2 separate regions of the Arachis hypogaea genome follow, and region 2 is linked to region 1. A link is a contact called in public Hi-C data. All regions are on one chromosome and are shown on one strand. The core of a region is the stretch at or near the end of the contact, and the rest is flanking DNA. Distances in the headings are between cores, read along the strand shown.

What was found. A called contact is a pair of places that touch in the nucleus more often than the background predicts.
Region 2: a contact with region 1 is called in a Hi-C map of leaf, with 2.2 times the contacts expected there. The contact joins the enhancer-like site here to the promoter of LOC112805302 in region 1. A contact is called at or near these places in 2 of 8 Hi-C or Micro-C datasets (both in leaf).

The regions. Positions count from the first base shown.
Region 1 is chr6:10,587,683-10,594,796 of arahy.Tifrunner.gnm2.J5K5, reverse strand. LOC112805302 reads right to left here and starts at 5,058. Exons shown (of 1, transcript XM_025847700.1): 1 at 3,535-5,058. The coding sequence starts at 5,058. The coding sequence ends at 3,535.
Region 2 is chr6:10,680,410-10,687,724 of arahy.Tifrunner.gnm2.J5K5, reverse strand. No RefSeq gene overlaps it. Among protein-coding and RNA genes, the nearest start is that of LOC112695967, 31 kb to the left of the region's middle. Within about 2 kb of position 5,509, at least 1 of the 3 cell types and tissues checked has open chromatin away from gene starts, as enhancers often do.

The DNA.
Region 1 (7,114 bases), core at 3,809-6,308:
CAGAGTGAGTGCAATTTAGGCACATTCTTAAAGTACCAGATATACTTTTTTTTTCCCAATAAAATTAGGAATTCAAACGTTTTTTAAAACAAATTTTCAACCAAGTTATCGGTATTTTTTTAAATTGGTACTTCTCCTTATTTTTTATCTTTATCATCGTTCTGTCGTTATTATTATCACTGTTGATGTCATCATCATCTTGCTATCTTATTATCTTTTTCTTTTTCTTCGTTCTCGTTTATTATCATCATTATTATTTTTATTGTTTTTATCTTTTTCCTTTTCTATATATGTCCAGGTAACTAGATCACAGAAATTGATTCCCAACACATAAATTTTGGTAGAGACATATAAATTTTAATATATAACACAAAAATTAATTAAAGACAGTATGTTCAAAACATTCATATTCAACTAACAAAACACGCACAATACAAAAATTTTAGTGTATAACACAAGTTTTGGTGCTTAGCAAAAATTTTTTTGAAAGACTACATATTCAATATATTGATACCAACTAACAATACGCACAGTACAAAAAATTTTTAGTATATCATAAAAATTTTGGTGTGCAACACAGTAATTTTTGAAGGATCACATACTCAAAACATTGACTCACTCAATTAACATAATTTATTCATAGCAAAAATTTATGTGCTATGTATAAATATTTATGTGGAGTATGTGATTCTCTAAAAATTTTTATACTATGTTGATAAGTTTGTGTTATGTGCAAAAATATCTATAATATATTGATAAGTTTGTGTTGTGAGCAAATTGTAGTATGTACAAAAATTTGTGCCATATCAATAAATTTGTATGCTCTCCATAAAAAAATTAAAAGGCTTGTACATGTAATATGTTTTTTGTCGAGGTACAAAATATTTTTTTTTTTTTTGGTATTTAAACGAGGCTAAAAAGTCCAAAAGAAAGAAACAAGAAACTAAATACAAATAGAATGGGGTAAGGTAGCCCCTTTCTCATCCTCCTGGAGAATACTAACTAACTCTGGAAATGGATAATCCCAGAACAAAAACCCAAAATCAAGATCAATACTCTTTCTGGCCAGGCAATCTGCACACTTATTGCCTTCCCTATAATTATGTACAAAAAAATTCTCCAATTAAGCTTTTTCAGCTCACTAATCCTTCTAATCAGAGAATTAGGGTGCCTTTGTAGTTTTCTTTCCTCATTCAATAACTTCACCACTCCCTCTGAGTCACATTCTACCATTATCTTCTTCATTCCCAGTCTCCTTGCCAGGTTCAGCCCTTGTACAACACCCCACAGTTCGGCGATGAAGGCAGAGCAGTTTCCAATCGTGTGAGTGAAGCCCGCAATCCACTTCCCGTTCTCATCCCGCAGGAGGCTGCCGCAACCCGCCTTACCCGCATTCGCCACCGACGCTCCATCCACGTTAAGCTTCAGCCAGCCCTTTGGCGGGGGTTTCCACCCCACCTGGCCAAGTCTTCTCGCCCGCACCTTTCCCACCAGGTAAGCTTTTTCAAAAGCTTTGTTAATTTCCTGAATTTCTTTGATGATTTCTCTGTATGGCTGGATTGGTCTTCTATAATTGTCTTCATGATTTTTCTTATTTCTCCAAAACCAGATTTTTGAGCATGTAACCATGTATATATCCTTCCAATCTATATTTTGATTCTGTCCCAATTGTTTTCTTAGGTTAGCTTCCACCTAATCTCCCCAATTAAGACCGAAGAATTTCTGTAATTCCATAGGATTAAGAAAATTAACCCAAATTGTTGACGCTTTAGGGCAATCTCTGAATAGGTGTAGAAGATCTTCTTGCACTCCTTGGCAAACCTTGCAGTATCCATTACCACCAAACAGTCTTGCTATTCTCTGGTTTGTAAGAGTTCTCTTATGCATAACAGTTCACATGAAAACCTTGACTCTTTGGGGGCCTTTCCAGCTCCATAGGTGACTCCAAATAGTTTTATTTGGTTTGCTCCAATTGTTTAGAGCTTTATAGGTCGATGCAATCGAGAAATCTCCATCCTCATTATGCTTCCACCCTTTTCTATCCTCATCTGCCTCAAAATGAGGAGGGTATGTTGCTGTAATTTTCTGGACAATCTCTTCTGGCAAATAGGTATTGAGTTTTCTCCGGTTCCATTCTCCATTCTCTTCCACCCATTCTGAGACAAGGCTATTGCTGTCTGAAATCCGTGTTTTGGCACTCTCCTAAAGTGCTCCTGCCCCTTCAAGCCAGTGATCATGCCAAAATCTAGTACCCCTCCCATTCCCAATAAACTTCACAGTGTTTGCTTGAAAAGTTGGCCACATTTTGAGAACTTCTCTCCAGAAGCTTGAATCTGTGTTTCTACTTTGCGTGTCGTCATCAATTAGGTTACCATCACAGTATTTGTGCTTGAGGACTTTCACCCACATCTGCTCTGGGTTTTCATCCATTTGCCATAAAACTTTTATAAGGAAAGCATCATTCATGGATGATAACTTCCTAAACCCCAGTCCTCCTTCGTGCCTTGGGAGACACATAGTCTTCCATCCAATCAGGTGCAATCTTTTTTTATTTGGTTCATCTCCCCATATGAAGTTTCTCTGAAGTCTTTCCACCTTCCTATAAACTCCCTTAGGTACCCTTTCGTGCTGCATCTGGTAGTTCAGAATAGGACTAATAGTTGATTGTGCAAGTGTTAGCCTTCCTGCCAAAGAAAGACACTTAGTCTTCCAGCCTTTAAGTTTGCTTTGAACCCTTCTCACTATGTCCTTATACCTCTCCTTTCCTTCCCTTTTGTCAGAGATGCTCGCTCCCAAGTATTTGCCTAGCTCTTTCTGTTCTTTAAATTTAGACAAATTTTGAATCTCCTCCCTTGTGCTTCCAGCCGTACCCTTAGAGAACACAATGGCAGTCTTATCTTCATTTATTTTCAACCCCGAAGCATTACAAAATGTTTCCAAAACACCTTTTATTGTTGCCATTTGGTCTTGTGTTGCTTCCGCAAAAAGAAGAAGGTCGTCCGCAAACATAAGATGGGATATTTTTGGTCCATCCCTACCCACCCCAATCGGCTTCCATTCCCCGTCCAGCACATTCTGTTCTATGAGGTGCGAGAGCTTGTCCATGCACATAACGAACAAGTAGGGCGAAATGGGATCCCCTTGTCACAATCCTTTTCTTGGAATAAATTCTTCCGTCTTATTCCCATTCCAAATAACATTGAACGATACCGTACTCGCACATTGCATTATAATCTCGACCATCTTTTCTGGCAATTTGAATTCTTCCAATCTAGTCTTGAGAAAATCCCAACTCATCCTGTCATAGGCTTTTTCGAACTCTATTTTGATCGCCATGAACTGTTTTCTCCCCTTCATTCTCTTCATAGTGTGAATAAGCTCCTTTGCAATGATGATGTTGTCCTGAATTTTCCTTCCCGGTATGAAACTTGACTGGTGCGCCGCTATTCTGTCGTTCAAGTGTGGTTTTAACCTTTCCACTAGCACTTTTGTTATGACCTTATAGCACACATTGCATAGTGCTATGGGCCTGAACTAGTTAATCAGCTCTGGGTTGTTGATCTTAGGCACCAAAGCAATGAGGGTGGAGTTTGCTTGTCTTATAGTTTCTGGATTCCTCCAGCACATGTCTATGAATTCCTGTACTTTTCCTTTCATGCTATCCCAGTTATTCTTATATATGAGAGAAGGGAATCCATCACTTCCAGGTGCTTTCAGGAAGCCAATGCTAAAAATGACTTTCCTCACTTCTTCTTCATTTGGAGGTGTTATGAATCTCCTGCAATCATCATTGGTAAAATCAGGTGGGGCATAGTATTTTAATTCAAAAGAAACAGTCATTACCTCATTTTGATAGATATTTTTGAAGTGGTTAATAATGTGGTTTCCTAGCTCCTCCTCTTCTTCGATCCACTCCCCATCTATTCCTTTGAGCTTCATTATTCTATTCTTTCCCCTCTTGACAAGTGTTTTAGTATGGTAGTATCGGGTGTTTCTATCTCCATCCACGATCCACTTTTCCCTAGATTTCTGCAACCAAAAAGATTCCTCTTTGTCCAAAATGTCATCTAGCTCTCTGTTAAGTTTTTGCTCTAGTTCTTCAAGATAGGGATTTCTTCCGTAGCTATTGCATCTTTGAATTCCTTTAATTCTATTAAGAAGTCTCCTTTTCATTTTGAAAATGTTGCCAAAGGTATTCTTGTTCCATTCTTGGAGGTCTTCCTTGAGTTTATTGAGGGCATTGCAAAGCGAGGCCTGATTGTTCCAACTGTCGTTAAAACAGTTCTGAAATTCTGGGTGAAGAGTCCACATAGCCTCAAACCTAAAGGGTTTGTTGTTGGCTATATGTGTAACTCTCTCTGTTTTAATAAGCAGTGGGTGGTGATCCGATCTTCTTCTCGTTAGCACCTCGACAGTAGCATCGTGAAATCTCGTTCTCCATTGATTATTAGCAAGACCTCTATCTAGTCTCTTAAAGACCCTCTCTTGTCCCTCCCATTGGGGTCCTCTCCAGGTGAACCGGGAGCCGATGAAACCGAGATCAATTAGCCCACTTTCGTTGATCCAACTTGCAAACCAGTTACAAGCATTAAGGTCAATAGCCACTCCACCTTTTTTCTCTGAGCTGTCCTTGATCTCATTGAAGTCCACTGCTATTAGCCATTCGCCTCTCATAGTGTTAGCTATATCCAGAAGCTTTGGCCAGATCACTCTCCTCATTTGATAGTGTGGATTAGCGTAAACCGCAGTAAAGAACCATTCTTTCTTTCCATCTTCTTGTATTTTAGTGTGAATAAATTGTGCATGGGATTCCACTATACTAATATTCAGGTCTGCTCTGTTCCAACAAATCCAGATCCCTCCTGCGAAACCCTGGGCTTCTTCCCAAATATAGTTGTTATATCCAATCTGTCTTATAACATTCTTTGCATTCTCTCCCCTACATTTAGTTTCTAACAATATAGCAATATCTGGCTTGTGTTGTCTGATTATTTCTTTGAACGTTCTTCTAAAAGCACTACTTGCTGCTCCCCTGACATTCCAAATTAAACTAATCATTAAAAAGATTGAGAAAAAAAAAGGAAAAAAAAGGTAACAAAACAAAACAAAACAAATTTTTAAAAAGACACTCAATAAAAGCACAGGAAGCCCAACACCTGGCACCCTAATTGTCATCCATTCTGGTGTCCGCAAGAGCACTGATGTGGGGAGTAGTGAAGTCTACCCCCTCCAGTAGTTTTATATTCGAATCTTCTGTCTCTTCCTCCATTTCCATGGGAGCTGGACTATTTTCCTTTGTATTATCTAAGTCAGGTGGTCTTCCATTGGTTGGGGTGATTTGATTTGATAATTCAATTCCTTCTTCCATAGTGCATTGGGTAGAATCAACTTTCTCAATCCAATTTTCTTCATGATGTTGTCCTTCTTCTTGTTGTTTGGTCATGCTTCTGCCTCCATTTCCTTTTTCTCCCTTTTCCTTATGTTCTGTGTTTAGTGTATGCCGTTGCTGTTCAACATTGTTGGCTCCCCCTATGGCTTTTCCTTCCTGATTCTCTCTTTGTGTTTCAGGTTTATTTTGTTGAATCTTAACCCTCTTCCCTTTTGCATTGTCTTTCTTTCCTTTTTCCTTCTCATTTTTCCCCTCTGATTTTTCCCCATTTTCACCTTCAGTTGTCTCTTCATTCACTTCCTCAATATGCAGCACACTAAATCTGCTCTTATTTTCTGTCTTCGTACTTGTTTCTTTTGTCTTGCTGGATCCTGCTTCTTGGCCTTTTCTTCCTTTTTTGGGTCTTTGGACAACCATCCAATCACCAAAGTTTTCTTGACTTTCTTGCAAAACTTGCTTTCCTTTATCCAACATCTTTCCGTCTTCTTTATTATTCCTTTCATCACTTATCTGATTTTTCTCTGGTAACTCATTTCCCCTCTCTTCTTGAACACTTGGCACATTGTTCTGGACTTCTTTTAAAGGACAGAGCTTTTGATCATGATCTATCCGTCCACAAGAAAAACAGATCTGATGTATCCCTTCATATTCCACCCTATACTCCCTTCCGTTGATTAGGTACTTCCCCACAAGTGGCTTGGTTAGGTCCACTTCTACGCACATTCTAGCAAACTTTCCTCTGCTTAGTTCTGCTGTGTTGCTATCCACTTTTATTGTTCTCCCAACTAGATTTCCAATCTTCCTTAGCACCATTCTGTCATACAGTTCAATGGGGAGTGCCGGTAGTCTAATCCAAGCAGTTACCTTGTCTATACTTGCTGTCAGGGGATTGAAGTTTGGTTCCCACATTCTCACTGTGAGGTAATGATCATAAATCTTCCAAGGTCCTTCTAGCAGGGCAAAGTCAAAATCTTCCATCGAATAGAACTTTACTAGGTAGTATTCCTGGCCCAAGTCTATCACATCAATGCATCCTTTCTTACCCCACATAGTTTCTAGCCGTCTCTTCATTGCTGCGTATCCAACATTCCTTCCTAATAGCTTTACAATGAGAGTATTCCACCATGGCTTCCATAATCTTCGTTCAGTTGTCTCATTTATGATTATATTGTAGAGCCCTTCCTTAACTGCCTCTACTCTTATCTCTGGGCTGGTTTCCTGTTCTGTTTCCTGCACATTTTCTGACCCTTCTACTCCTTCTTCTTCTGATGACATAGAGTCATCTTCCAAATTATTCTCTGTTGGTCCATTCTTTACAGTTTGTGCAAACGATCTTTGTCTAACCTGGTCCTTCTTTCTACCTAAATCTTCGACCATCCACACCTCTTCCCTAGGAGTAAGTAGTTGATCCCCTGTAAAGCCTCCTTCATTTGTTCTTACTTTTTTCTTTCTTCCTTGCAGGATTTCTCTTTCCTCCATCGCTGGAGGATGCTCTTGGGTAGCTCCTCCTGGATCTCCAGGGTCGCCGGCGCCGGACATCAAGAGCAAAAAGGAAAAAGCACTCACACACAAACTCACTTTAGAGAGAAAAACTAGTCGAGGTACAAAATATACTTTACATTATCTATAAAAGTTGAAACAGATTGTAAACTTAGCCCGTTCCAATGACCCAACATTGTTTGGGGTCTCTCACGACCAAACATTTATTCTCAGCCGAAGTAGTTC
Region 2 (7,315 bases), core at 4,260-6,759, 92 kb before region 1:
TATGCAACTAATCCATTGTTACAAGTTATTTAATTTGAATTTGAATGGCACACTTTAATTTTTTGGGCAGAAATATAAGCTATACATGTTACGTAAAGGGAAAGGTGCTGATGGAAAAAGAATAATTATGGGCAAGCATGCGAAGCGTACACCATAACATTTTTGTATACTGATCCCAAAATTGGGCATTGGCCTAAATATAAGCATAGGTAACGAAATTCCACAAAGGTTGTTGTCAACTAATAAGACCCAATGAATTCATTAAGGTAGACCTAATCAAAACACAGCCAGATACATGCATCTCCCCAATAACATTAATATCTTCCTCTCATTTTCTCTCTCCTTTAAAACGTACAAATACTATTAATCAAGATCGTCAGCACGCAGTTTTCATCACACCCATAGTTTTTCAACGTTACTTGTATTTCTAGCAATACAACCAAATCTAAATAAGATATCATCAATCTTATTTAATACTAGATCCAATCCTCTTAACTTGCCCATTTCAAGCAGGATTTCCTCTGTCATGAATTCTCTCTTTTTAAAATCTTAAGCCCTTTTTTGATGTTTACAAGTCTCACATCTTTTGAAAACACCATATCTAAATAGTTTGAGTACAAGATATATCAAGATGTTCAAGTTAATATAATATTATCATACTCCAAAATCAAGCAAAGAGAAACCAAGATAATATACAGGAAATTAAACTGGAAAATACAAGAATTAAACAAAACTAAACATTAAAAATAAAAAAAGGCACATAGATTAAAACGACAAAGTAAAAAAAAGATCTACATTATTGAGAAATCAAGAGGAAAAAGAAGAAAAGTTTGGAGTGGTGGTAGAAGAAGAAAAGGCGAGGAGAAAAAGAAAGAGCAAGATGAAGAGCGGGAGGAAGAGTAGCATGAGAGGCGGCGGTGGAAGAGGGGGAAGCACCAATGGCAACACAAGAATGGAGAGTGTCACAACTGCCAATATCATTGCTGAGTACCTTATCATCAATGCACATATGCTCTCGTTCTTGTTATTGTCACTACCACCATTGTCATTATCATTCATCACCATGTAATAATTCTTTTTTGTGCGAAGATTTCTACCTGTATCATGATGTGAAGACATCATCATGTTCATTGCCTCATGACATCAATTGCCAACAAGGAAATCAAAAATGCGAAGTGAGTACCGAAAGAAAGACAGAGAGAAAGAGAGATTTATAAGAGAAGAAATTAAATAATGAAAAAAGGAGAAGGGGTTATGAGATTATATTGGAGTTAGATAGGGACAAAGAGATTGAGAGGGAAAAGGGAGAGAGAAACGGGTCAAGTCATAGTCATAGTCATTGTAAATGCCAAATATCACAAATGTCTTGGTTCAGCCAACTCAAACATATACAAATTTAGAGTTTAATTCTCTTGTCTTGTAAACTTTAATTTTTTTTGAAAACGTAATATCTTCGCTAAATATCAAAATTGTATGTCCAAAAAGATTTAAAATTTAATTTTTGGTGAATTCAACAAATAAAAATAATATAAAATAAATAAAAAATTATATAAAAATTTAAATAAATTAAAAAATACTCTTATTTAAAAAAAATATTCGAGATATAACCATTCGTGTTACTTCTTTCTATTAGATTAAGTATTTATATTAAATAAAAATTTGTAATTAGATTCATAGTAGTTATTATTTTTCAAAAAAAAAATACACTAATTATAAAATATTTTATAATTTATTTTACATTAAATACAAAAATAAATATTTAAAAAATTTGGTATTTTTTAACAAAAAATAATTTAAAAAGATTTAATTAAAATTTTGTATCTTATATAAAAATTTAATTACAAAATTTTAAGTTATAAAGACTTAATAATTAAAAATTTAATAAAATTATAAAAACTAATAAAATAATTAAACCAAAATTTAGTTGTGCAAGAGAATTTATATAAACAATTAATAATGTATTATTATGTTAATAAAATAATTTCATTAAATTATTATATAATTTTTTTTATATTATGAAGTACATCAAAACTAATTAAATTCTTTCTCTATATAATTTAAAATGTGTATTTTTACATAAAGAATTAATTATATATTATCATATTAGCAAAATAATTGATTATAGTCATCTAATTTTTGTATATTATCTGTATATTAAAATTAAATTTATTTTTCTATAAATAGTTTAAAAATATAAATAAATTTGTCAGATAAACATTTGACAGGATAATTAACCATTGTAATTAAAATAGATAAATTTTATGTTTTATAAAATCAAAACGGAAATGAAAAGTATGGAGAGCCAATGAAATATTTGTATAATGTGTACAATAAAAGTTTAAGGAGTATTAGAGATATAATTATTAGTATTATTTTTTTTCATTAGCATAAACAGATGAGTGATATCATAACATAGTATTAGAACTGTAAATTCGAAAAGTTAAAGAGTTCAATTCTTAGTGAACTCCAAAATCAGTTTAAGCTTAGTTTAAATTTTTGGAATGACATTGACTAAAAATTTATGGAAGACACATATATATGAGTTTCATCATTATTTTAATTAAAAGAAATTTTGATTAAATTAAAGAGAGTAGTAGTATACAGTTGAAGATACAATGTACATTTCGCTACTTTCCTTTTTAAGTGTGCTGGTAATGTAAAGTGAGGATCCGTTTTTATCTTTTGGATAGAGTCTATTAGTCTCTTAAAAGGAATGTATAAGGATATAGATGAAATTCAATTGTGTATAACCGCACATCATGTGCAAAAATATATAATGCATATCATCAATTCATCACCGATACGATCTTGACACCTAACTACTCTTTTGTTTATAAACATCAATCAGTTGTATATCAAAATTAATTATAAAAATTAGTTATTAATATAAAATATATATTAAAAATAAATTAAATAATACATATATTTATATATAAATATATAATAATTAATTTTAATATATAAATAATATTTTTTTATAAATGATTAGAGTAAAAAAAGAATGAAATACGTGATTGATTAAATATCTGAATCAATTAATTAAGAGAAAAAAACCTAACCAATGTTCATCTCCAATCAAAAAAATATATTTTTCGATTCTTAATCTTTACTTTCGTCGTTTCTTAAGACTAGTTAGTCATTTTGTCAATTTTTTTTATTTTAGATTAATAAAATATATTTATATGATATATTAAATTGTTGATTTAAGCATTGTGTATCAATTAGAATTGACTGATTTTTTTATTGAAAATGCGTTGTCTTTTGAAAATAATTAGACAGGACGAGTTTATATTTTTTTCCCTAATTTTTGTTTTTTTTAATATATTGGTTAAATTTATTGTATAAAAATTAAAAACACAAGATTTTAAAACACACGATTTTAAAAATCCAATTGGTCAATAAATCAACGGAATTAAAAATTTAAGAATTTAAAAATTCAATCGAAAGTTAATTAAAATTATATTAAATATAATAAAATAATATATTTATATATTAAAATATATTAAAATTTATATTTTATTATTTTAAATTAATTAACTATTAAAAATTTACATTAATTCAATTAATAAATTAATTTTTGACTGATTTTTTAATTTTTAATTAGTTCATTGTCAATTATTTTTTTTTATTTTTTTTAGATTGAACTGATCTAATAGTTAAATGCCGGTACGGTCCGGTTCTCATGTCCATGCTAAAACACTATAACCCGAAATGTATTCTAATTTATTTATTTATTTATATCTGTGTGTGTGATACTGTGATGTCAACCGTATGATTAATCATGGCCATCACATGTGCTACCCAGAGGAAACATTCTAAACCTCTATAATTTGTGTTCTCCCTTGACAAAAAAATTTAACTACAAAATTATTTTTTACATTTATTTTTTATTTTTATTTTCATTTCTACTTCTATATTTTAAAAAAAAAATAGTTCTCTCATCCACATAAACAAATGAATTTACTATTTCTTATAAGAAACATCAATTTCTGCCTTCTAACCAATATAGGAGCAGCAGCTAGCAACTTAATTTGCTAATTTAATAAATCAAAACATGTCATAATATTTTTTTAGTAAAGTATTATTTTTATTCCTAATATTTAAGATAAGTTTTATTTGTATCTTTAAAGTTTAAATCATTCTATTTATATTCCTAACGTTTGTAAAAGTAATTTGATATTGTTTTGCCGTCAATTACACATCATGAATTTTAGTCGGAGTTCTAAAAATCTCTTCTTAAAGTTAGAAGTTAGAAATAAATGTCTGAGTCATAACTAATGATCAAATTCGGATAATAACTAATTAAAAGTTGAAACTAATCCCTGTAGCATTTATATAATTCATTTTCTTGTAGGGACATAATTGAATCTATACACAAATTTTGGGTATAATATTAAAATCGAACACATCTAAGTGAGACTTAATTGAGAATGAATACATTCAAGTAAAAATAATTGAAAAATACAATCTGATTTATTAGTATAATTGATAGTAAGATAATATTGATGAATTACTTTTATAAACGTTAGTAGATACAAATAAGACGATTTAAACATTAAAAATACAAATAAATTTACCCCAAACGTTAGATATAAAAATAATATTTTACTTATATTTTTTTTCAAACTTAAGTTACTAAAAGCAGATACGTAAATAAATATATCTTTAACACGTCTTATCAAATAAGAATCGCCTTTTAAATCTTTGTATAGATTTTTTTTCTTTTTATTTGCTTTATATGATGATATTTTCTAGTTGACCTGAGAATTAAATTTTAAATTTTTTAAACATAAAAATTATGATATTATATCATAAATTCATAATTTTATTAGTCCGAGAAACATAAACTGAAAGGAGGAAATATATAAATAATTATAACATATTTGTAACAAAGATGAAAGTTGTTATTAAAAAATTAATAAAATTTGTATTTATTTATTCTATCTAAAAAAATGCATTACTATTATTTGATTTGAGTTCTTGATACCTCAATGTCAACTAAAATTGTTATTTGCCTATTCAAAGTTATTACTGATTTGCCTATTCAAAGTTAAATAGAAAATTACCTATTCAAAGATAGCTTTTTTGGTGACTCTATTCAAAGATAGCTTTTGAATTCACTGATTTGCCTATTCAAAGTTAAATAGAAAATTGTTATTTGCTTGTGTTTCTAAAATTTATTACTTCATTTGTTTGCACATCCATAATACTTGAAAATGACTAAGTAGCAAACTAAATTAATCCAATAATTAATTCACTCATTTATACTTAAATAAATATAAAAATTCAAATTTTATTTTGTATATATAATAACTTATTAGAATTATTGATCTGACTAAGTTTCAACAACTACTTGAACAATTAAACTAATAATAAGTAACAAAAATTTTGAGAAGAAAGTAGCAACAAGTTGAGTAGATTTTTCTCCTGCATCTGCAGCATGAGTTGTGGAATCATAGCTGCTACTTGACAAATAATAAAACGTTACAGTAATGATGTCACACCCTAGCTAGTAGTGTACCTCATCAGAGCAATGTTCAATGAATCACTTAACTGGTGGATATACTTTACGTATACAACTAGCATTAATTTAATTAATCTCCTTCCACCACTTGCTGGTAAATGGAATAATAAGTCCTTTTAATTCCAAATTGAAAAAGCTTAGAACATTTTAGTCAAGATTTACATTTGTTGGCTCCTCGTATTCTCACATAGAGAGAAGCCAAATTATTTAATAATTACTTAACAGATATGAATTGAAGCAACAATATGTATAATATATAATGTATGAGATCGGCTTATTAATTCATTAAGAAATTATGTAGTCTACCTTAGTAATCAAGGTGCTTAAGCAATAGTTGTATCTCAGACATATTGCATTCATAGACTTGATCGGTTATTTAATTATGTCATAAAACCACTTTGTTTTAAAATTTAAAGGGCTAAAAATAAGTATATAAATAGTTATATTTTTAATATATTTCTTAATTTTTTTATTTTATGTTGATTATTTTTTTCACTAAATATTAAATTTTAAATTTTTCGAATACAAAAATTCTAATATCATATCTGAAATTAATTTTTTTTAAAATTTAAAATAATAATAAAAAGAAACATATAAATAATGATATCTCTAATAAATTATATAATTGTATATTATTTATAAACCCTCTCATTATCATTTATATAAGAGTCATAAGTATATAAATAGTTACCTTTATAACACATCTTTTTATGTAGAAAGTCATAAAATTAATTTTTTTCAAAAATTTAAAATAATAAAAGAGGTTATAAAATTATTTTTTTTTAAATTTAAATTAATAGAAAAAGATACATAAATAATTATAATCTAACACGTCTATTACACATGATCTTTTTTTATATAATATTTTTTTATTTGCTTTATGTTATTCTTTTCTCTTTTGGTGATAACAATTATCATTTTTTTTAAAAGTTTAAACTAATAAGAGATAAATGAATAATTATATCTTTAATTAAAAAAATGCATAAATAAGTTTATATTTGGCATATAAATATTTAATAATGTTAAAAAACTTTAATGATAATAAAATTGTTAGATATAAAATTATTTATATGTAATAGTAAATTAATTTTTTTTGGAAGAAATATTTACAATAAAACAACATTGCGTAAAGCACTTAAGATATTGATGATCAAAATTGTTTATCAAAGGGAATGCATAGTGTCTTTAGTATTTGTTTACATATATTCTTGACAATTTGGGGCGGCTAGCATTGAGCTTCAGAACGTCCAAAAACAGTTTACTGTGAAACCTAAATCTTGTTTCTTCGCCCTACAAATTTAGATATGTTCATTGCATAGATTCTAGACTGCCCTTGATCACATCTAATCTAACATCCAATCTAATCTAATAATGGAACCTTTAACCTTCTGAGAAATAATCAATTTTAAAATATAATTAATACATTTTTTTTCCTTATAAAACTATTCAGTTCAGTAAATCATCAAAGATTGATTTATTAAAGATTTTAGTTTTGATTAAAGATTTATTGTTAACTAAATAAATTACTATATATATATATATATATAATATATATATATATATATATATATATATATATATATATATATATATAAAAGATAAAATTTAAGTATCGATATTTATTTGAACAAACGAGTAAATAAATCATTTAATTAACTCAAAATCGGTTAATTAGACGAAATACATCCAAGTAATTTATGCAACCAAATAATCAAATCATTTAGTTCACGTTGTGCGGGATTTTGTTTTTTTTTTTTTTTCTTTTTTTCCCTTTTTTCCTTCTTCTCCTTC